Linked DNA regions of Mus musculus: region 2 is linked to region 1. The links are chromatin contacts, called in public Hi-C maps. All regions are on one chromosome and are shown on one strand. The core of a region is the stretch at or near the end of the contact, and the rest is flanking DNA. Distances in the headings are between cores, read along the strand shown.

Region 1 (4,491 bases), core at 1,876-4,375:
AGATTCCTCCAGCCTATATCATGACAGGTCTAGATTATTTCAATATTCTTCCAACATCTTTCTAATTTCCAAGTCTCCAGTTACAACCCCTGCCTTAGTACCCCTCATAACGACATCATACTAAAATTCTATTAATCCAATCATGTTTCTAATCAATTGCAGTGCTCAAAGTCAGTAGTGCCCTAAATATGAAGTCTGGCCTCTTCCTAAACACAGTAACACAGGGATCTTCATCCTCTGCCATTTTCTTAGCTCCCTTGCAAGTCTGGCCTTGCCCACTCTCCTCTATCCCTCTCAGTTGGAGTCAAGACACAATGGATGATTTTATGTTCCCTTAAGAAGTGGGGTCACTTCAGTCTCTTCTTCTAACCACTGTTACATTGTTCTTCCTGTGTGGGCTTCTGTTTCTATCTTCTGCCTATATAATAAGTTTCTACTTATCCTTTAAGACCTAATTTGGGGATTTCTACATTCATTTCTTAACTCTGTCCCCATGTTCTATATAGAGAAATAGCCTCAAAGACAAGAACCATGTCTTATTTTGAATTTACAAAGTAAAAAAAAAAAGACATTAAACAAACTTATTCTCAATCTTGGACAAGTGAGTGAATTTTGATAAATGTACTCATTGTTGGCATAATACTCTAGTGGTAACTTTTCAGCTGGGGGAAGCTAAGTCTCATAAGAAGTAAGAACATGTGACTTCTCTAAGATTTCTATTATCCATGATGAATGCACAGTGTGCATGTCCTGGTCTGTTCCTGGCTTCTCTGATTTATAGCTTGGATGGTCTCATGTAAGCCAATCTGAACATGAGTTCTGGTTTCCAGAATATCTTAAGATCACAACAAGAAATAGGTAGAGAGCTGGAGAGATGGGCCAGCAGTTAAGAGCATTTGCTACTCTTGCAGAGTACCAGTGTTTGATTCCCAGTGAACACATCAGCTGCTCACTATGACCTGTAACTTTAGTTCCAGGGGGCCGAATGCACTCTGTTGACCTCCACTGGCATGTCACCCATATGCTACACATACACACAAGCAGGGACACACAATATCTACATGAATAAAGAAGAATATAAACATTTAATAAAACAGGTGTGCTCACTTTGGATTTAGAAGCAAATTGTTTATTGGAGTTTCTATACAGGCATGAAAAGGATAGAAAAAAAAAACCCTTCAAGGGACACCAGGGCTTTGAGAAACTTGTAGCAGTGAGAAGCTATTAGCACCTCCTCACAAGAGGGAAATGGAGCAAATAGTGCTTTTGAACCTAGTGAAGAGAAGTGACAGTTGCAGTTGCCAAATCAAAGCAGCAAGCAAGAGGGTAGCAGGTAGGAAACACCCCAAGCTCTCTCCCCTGCCTTTCACTTGACTGCTTGTATTTCCATTGCTCTGAAAACAATTAGAGGCCAGGGCCCAGGGAGTCTGGGGAGCCAGGCTGGCAAGTCATCAATGCTCTCTTCTAAGTTCAGAGGAAGGTATAGAAGGCCAGAGGATGGATAGGGGAACACAGATGGAGAACAACTAGTAAGCTCTCTCTCTCTCTCTCTCTCTCTCTCTCTCTCTCTCTCTCTCTCTGTGTGTGTGTGTGTGTGTGTGTATGTGTGTGTATGTGTGTGTGTGTGTGTATGTGTGTGTATGTGTGTGTGTGTGTGTATGTGTGTGTATTCAACTGTGTGATAAAATGCTGCAGAAAGGTTACTTGGCAAATTTAACACCAACAGAATATTGCAAAGACTCAGGAGTTAAATCGGTTAGTGTTTTTAAAAAGGCATTTAAGACAAATATGAAACATGTGCTTGCTCATTTGCTATTGGTAGTGGGATACCTCCTTCAGGTTGAGCTTGATGCCCACAAGATCAATTTCAGCAGCTCAACCTCACAGACAAGGTCATAGACGTGGACTCCACCCACAAATAGTTTGCAGCAGTGTGTGTCAACCTATAAAAATGGTCATCATTAGAAACCTCATTTTCAATCTAGAGAAAGTTAGGTAAGTCCTAATATATGTTTAAAAAACCCCAATAATCACTAAATACCATATTTCCTAGAATGAACAATGTTTCATGGAGGGTGTGAGCACAATCTTGGTCATCATGTGGTAGTCACCTCAAAATCCCCTGACAGGTTTTACCCAGCTCATTGTTCTCCACCCACCCAGTTCTAACATGAAATGCCTTGAGATTCTCACATTACTGGCTCTCTTTAGGGTAGGTGCAATAGGATCCGAGTCCCATTGTCAAACACACCACACACAGGTCCTCCAGATGAGTAGTGTAAGTGCACACTACTATATGGTTTTATTTATCAATTCAGCTACATGACTTGCTCACTGAGAAAACAAGTGCAGCCAGCCCTCTATATCTTCAATTCCAGATCTGCAAATTCAGCCCACTGTGGATAGAATTACTGGTTTGTTTGTTTTTTATATTTGCATCTGCACTGAAGTGTACAAACTTGTCATCATTTCCAATATTATAGCATGAGAACTCTTCCTATAGCATTGACATTGGAAGAGACATTCAAGAAATGTAGAGGTAATAGAAAGCATACAGGAGGATGTGTATAGGTTGCATGCAAATACCATACCCCCTCACATAAGGGATGAGAACACCCTGGTATCTTGTTACCCTAAGCCAAATCTCCCATGAACATCTAGGGATGACAATTTTTCTGACAGCTAACTCAGTACCAATCTCAATTCTTAGTGCCTTCACCCATTGCAAGAAAAACTCAATGACATAGTTTTACTAGGGATGAACAATGAGTAAAGAGAGCACACAAAAGATTCAGAGCTAGAGACCTTATCAGAGAAGATGCGACAGAGCATTGTGTATGTGCCTGGCTAGTCTCATTAGGAAGTGAAGGGAGACAGCTGTGGGACTGGGGCAGAGACAAATATGAGCTCATTTTGGTTTGGCAAAGAGTTATGTCTGGTGAGATTATTTAAATCGTAATGATACAATTATGTGAGCATTTATTATGTGCCTGATAGATGTTACCATAGTAGAGATTTCTTTTATCACTGGATTTTCCCTTGTGTGATGGGTATTGTAACAACTCATTCTTTCAATGGGAAATTAGAGTCTTAGACAGGATGTGATTCACCGTAGTCTAGGAGGCTGATAGATGGCAGTGTTGGGAATAGAATACGACTCTGCCTTTAGAGGCTGGGCTCTCTTCAATCTACAGCTCCATCCTCACAATAGCATGAGAAACAGATTAGTTAATTAAAATATGTCTTTACCTAAATGTTAGCCATCTAAAAAAAATGCTTACATGATAGTGAGAACATACTGGGATGGGGGGAGTCTCTCCTAGTGGCACCCTCATGAGTTTTGTTTTCTGAAGAAAACTAAGGAGACACACTAACTGGTTACTCAACACATGTTTGGGGAATGAATAGCTCTGTAATTAAGTAGTTGGAAGTCATGCAACTTTATAACACGTAAAACACAAGAAGATGTCTCAATTCCTTTCCGAGAGTCATTTCCCATTAAATTCTAATTTTCCACTTGATGAGCTGCAGACCCTCCCAATATCAACAGAGATTAGGCAGCATGTCTGTGCCAGGCTAAGCTTTTCCTTTGCTCGCTGTTGAGCAGCAAACTATAACACATTGCAGATGAACCGACTACCTAAATGAGTTAACTTCGCTAGGTGACCTTCTGGCTTCCATGGCTTGCCACATTCTCTGGAAATTTAAAACAGGGCAGAGCAGATGACCCACACATTTCAGGAAGTCCTTTCCCCTTTCTTGGAACAACTCAATAGGGTTAGTTCTCATGGATGGCCCGATCTTCTTCATGACACATGGTCAGGCCAGGAGCCATGAAGAATTGGTAGGTCTATAGGCAAGTGTTTGTGCTGCCCTCCAGGAAACCAAAATTCACAAGGACCCCTCCCCCAACCCACATATAGCAGGAACAGAAAAAAAAAATAAAAAAGATGTCTAGACTGGTTGCTCCTGCAGATGTGGCTGTTCCTAACGCCTCTGTTTGTTTCCAGGATATGTCTGATGTAACTCAGGATTAAATGTCAATCCAGTGAAAAAGCAACAGGATACAGGAAGGGAGGGAAGGAGGGAGAGAGGGTGGGACAGAAACACAGAGGAAAACAGTAAAAGCGTTCCCAAACAAAAGCTAACTAAGTCCCATATCTCGCTTACTTTTCTATTGCTGTGAAGAAACTCAGCAATAGGGTAGAGTTCATGACCATCATGGCAGGGAACATGGCAGGAGGCAGGCAGGTACAGCACTGGAGCAGTAACTGAGAGCTTAGCTCTGTCCTACAGGCGGCAGGCAGAGAAAAGGAGAAATTGGTTTGCTTTTATAACTTTAGAATCTCAACCCCATCCCTGCTCTGTGAAGTGACACACATCCTCCCACAAGGCCACACCTCCTAATCCTTCTCAAACAGGCCCACCAACTGCTAACCAAGCATTTAAATATATGAGCCATTGGAGGCCATTCTTACTCAAACCATCACA
Region 2 (4,372 bases), core at 1,181-3,680, 190 kb after region 1:
TCCAAAAGCCACAGACTAACAAAAAATTCAGTTCCAGGCATGAGAAACCTTCTTTTGAGTTGTTGGTCAAGGAATCCAGGAGAATCCCAAAACAGTATAGGCTTTTCCTCTTGGCTCCCTTTCAGAACTTGAAGGTGAGACTATGTTGCTGAGGGCAGGATAAACTTCAGACATAAGACCTGAAGAAACTGAGCTGGAACTGTCGGGAAGTCTTCTCCCTAAGGTCTAGCTCTCACAGTATTCAATGCTGCTAACCAAGCTGCCTAGGGAGAAAGGCAACAAAGAGTTCTCAAAGCCATGAACCATAAGAATGAGCAGCTCAGCAAGATGTCTGTAAGGGTGCAATGGTGGCACTTATGTCTTGGGGTTAACCAACAGCTTTCTAATTGTAATTAATGCTTGCTAAACAAGAGAGAGTTCATACATAGATATATTAACTTAGCTTCCAGTGGCTGCTCCTAACTGCATTCCAAAATATTTATGCTTATACCTACAGGTTAAGTATAGCTCTCACCCTTCATCAAAGTAGCTTTTTCAGCAGAGACCATTCAGAGATTAACCAGTGATCAAGATACAGAAAGCAAGTGACTGGGTGATGCCCAACCACAACTGATATAGCTACAATGAACCAAGATATCTAAGGCTCAGGGAACATGGAAGAAGAAGAGGTAGAAAGATTGAAAGAGAATCGGGAAGTCTGCTGTAAGACAATGTCCTCCCCCCCTCAACCCCCCGAACACACACATGAAAGACAGGGAGTTGCAGCCATGAAATCTCAACCCTATGACATTCCAACATGGAGGTGGGTAATTTCACAAAGCTCCACACCTAAAGGAAGAGCTACTAAGAGCTACCTAAATCAATAGCTTCTAAGAGAGTGACAATCAGTCTTCATCACAGATGAACCCCCGAGTAAGTTATCCAATCCCCAAGTGGTCAGCCTTGAACACTTACACACAGGAGCAAGACTAAATAAACTTAATATGTCATAATATGTATGTATATACATATATATACATACGTGTGTATATATATATATATATATACACACACACACACACATACACATATATATGTAATTATACACACACAGCCATATATATGTCATAAACAAGGGATGCTGGTGTGAAAACAAGAAGAGTTGGAAGTTGGAAAGAGAGGATAGAAATGATATAAATACAGTACTCTTCTTGTATGGAACTCTCAAAAAAATTAAAACTACAAAAAAATTTTTTTAGAATGTGTTGGCGCTCCATGACCTGACCTAGAAAGCTGTCTGTACTATTCTACAAAGGAGAGGAACACTGTGGTGAGAAATCTGAGTGGTCTGATGACAATTTCTACAGGACAAAGTCTTGGCTGTGTGTACACTTACATGGGTCTACAACCGTAAAGAATGTGGGGATACCACACTGATGCCTTAACACTTGAGAGTTTAACTGAGAGCTGGACAGGGGCAGGAGGTGGGGAAAACACTCGGTGTATTGTGGTAAGCAAATACTCCTTTTAAAACTATAATTCTATTTTCCATTAACTCAGATTATCTTCATTATCCCTGCCTCCTCATCATAAATATAAATTTGTGTGTCCTAAAACATGAAGTGGATTCTTGGGCTATCTGGGTAACATAAATGGTCTTGAGATTGGCTTTCAACTGCACCTCTGCTGGCAAAGTAAGGAGGACCTGGACACCATGACTCTTGTAAGGCTAAGGATGAAGCCTAGCTTTTATTGGCTCCTGACTTATTACCTGAACGGTCAGTGAGCTATGGTGCACAGTTAGAGTCACATGCTGATAAGGAGGACCCAGCAGTATTGTCTCAAGAAACTATCAGCAAAACAACAAAGGAGTTTTCATGATTGATAGCACCAAATAATTATTGTACATACAAAGAAAAATGTTATTTGTGAGACAGGCTACCTTTAACCATCATAGACAAAAGATGTAGACTGCAAAGATTTTGATTAAAATATGCAAATGGCATCTGAAATCTCAACAATACTCCGTGATTCTACTTTTCGTCACTAAGTTGTTATTTTTTTTTTCTGTTTTACAAACTTTTGTCAATTATTTTCCATTTTGACATTATTCCTTTGAAAATAAATCTTTTCACACTAGTATTATAACCTAGGAAATCAGACAAATGATAGAGGGCAACTCAGTTAATTATTGCAAATTGGACACACTGTGGTAACCAGGACAGATCAAGAAATTGAAACATTTCATCATTAGTCCTAAAAGAAATCCAACCTTTAGTTATGGGGAAGAACACCTGAATTAGCAATTATATTTGGTGCATTTACGGTTCAGAGTAGGGTGTCTGGATGAAATTTAAATATGAACAAGCTTAAACATGACTCCACAGAGCCTAGATGCAAACCATCCCTTGGAAAACGTGTTTGGCTCCATCCACAGGCCTGGCTGCCTCTCCTCTGTGTCACAGGGTGCCAGTCGGGACCAGTGACTTCTCCATGCTTGAGTCACAGAAAGGAAGCCAAACTCTTGAGTCATCTCGAGGTTCACATTCACCCCTAGATTTCCTTTGTCATCAAGATGTCATGCAATGAAAAGTGCATGTGATCTGGCAAACCTGACAGTGAGCCTTACTGTTCAGAGAGGTTCACAAACAGGTGATTAATTTGTCAGCACAAAGTGAAGACTCAGGTTGAAAACAGCGATCTCTTTCTCACCCTTATTCTCACCCTGAACAAGAGGATGCCTGCGGTTCCCATTAGTACTGCACAAGCTCAAAGGGGACTGACTTGGCATTGTTCTTCCTTTGCCTGGCAGCTATCATTTCCAGAGAAAAAGAGGTGTGGAGTCAAGGTCTGAAACTGAACAATGTCTCTACCCAGGAGAGATCGTTGCACCTCACACTGACCAGGTGCATGGCACTTTAGGGGCTTCATCAAAACTGATAAGACAGGAATCAGGACCAGTTTCTGGGAAGTCAAAGTCTCAGGACCATAATAACATTGACCCTGATAGTCAATGACTACTTTTGCTGTACTGTGGTCTCCAAAGGCCCAGGACAGCTATTAGGTCCATCTAGAAAGTTGCTGTTCCCAAAAAGAAAGTGGACTTGAACACTGTTTCCTGTGTATTAATTAACCAAATAATATGGCTGGGTGTGGTGGCATATGCCTTTAGTCCCAGCACTTGGGAGGCACAGTCAGATGGATGTCTGTGAGTTCAAGGCCAGCATATCATTTACATAGTTCGCTCTAGGCCAGCCAGGGTTACATAGCAAAACCCTGTCTCAAAAATACTCAATATTTTAATGTAAAAGTAAAAATATCCCAAGTCTCTTGTTTCTGACTCCTGGGCCAGTCTCATTAGGAGTCTCAAAGGGTCACATTCTGAATCAAGTCAGGACTGGAAATGTAGGCAGTTCAGCCCCACTGCCTAGAAATTGAATAAAACTAAGGGGGGGGGTGCATTTTCACAGTGTGCTCTCAGTTGAGAAAGCTGGGTAATGAACTTCAAATAGATTCAGGGATAATTTGGTGCCTTGATGGTAAACACTAGCTAGCACAGATAGAATATCTCATTTGGAATTACACAGCTGCTTTGTATTGCAAATGAATAATATGCCCAGCATTCACACAGAACCAGGAAGTCGGAATTTTATTTCAGTTTTCATCTCCACCTAAATGCAAAAGGCTGGCATGAAGGTAATTGGGAAACAATTATTACAGGTGGTTCACAGGGCTGCATAATCGAACAGCCACTGCTACTAGGCATAGACCCTCCTGGTTAACTCAGGCGTTACCACAGAAGAGTGGACGGGGCCCTTGTTATTTTACCAATACTGTTGAGAGTTAGTATTAAATACTCAGAAGGAGAATTTTCTAATGCTAGAAAGAAAAATTCCAAGTTAATTTAATCTTACAGGCTTTCTATTGTGAGAAGGCAATTTTGGTTGGTTGATTGGTTTTATTTATAATAAACTCCCATTCTATTTCATTTAGGCAAACAAATCTATGATTTGGGGAGAACTTGTTTCCAGCCTAAGAATTCAACGTAATTCAACGTAATTCCCTTGTAATATTCTGCAATGAAAGAGTATCAGTTTGCCATATTTTAACTATAACTCTAAACCAAGGTGACTTTGCCCCTAAAGAGACTTCATCAGAGACTGGAGACGTTTTAGATTGAGCATGACTGTGTACTGGAGGTAGAAGGACTTCCTCTGAGCAGCTGGTGCCAGGCAGGCACGCTGCTAAACATCCTTTGTACACAGGATAGTCTCCACTGACCAGTGGCGCTCAGTGCTGAGGGACAGAAGCCTGCTCCCAGTGTGGAACAGTGAAGGTATTTGTGGGAGCAGAAACAGAGGTCACCTCAACAGTACAAAGTCCTCAAGCCAGA

Evidence for each region. A called contact is a pair of places that touch in the nucleus more often than the background predicts.
Region 2: a contact with region 1 is called in a Hi-C map of muscle stem cells, with 2.6 times the contacts expected there. A contact is called at or near these places in 5 of 484 Hi-C or Micro-C datasets (muscle stem cells, myocytes, psoas muscle and 1 more) and 2 of 130 datasets of targeted methods (kidney and pancreatic cancer cells).

What each region holds. Positions count from the first base shown.
Region 1 is chr19:28,200,791-28,205,281 of GRCm38.p6, forward strand. No RefSeq gene overlaps it. Among named protein-coding and RNA genes, the nearest start is that of Gm35866, 160 kb to the right of the region's middle.
Region 2 is chr19:28,386,806-28,391,177 of GRCm38.p6, forward strand. The region is part of intron 4 of Glis3 (GLIS family zinc finger 3); the gene reads right to left. Among named protein-coding and RNA genes, the nearest start is that of Gm35866, 25 kb to the left of the region's middle.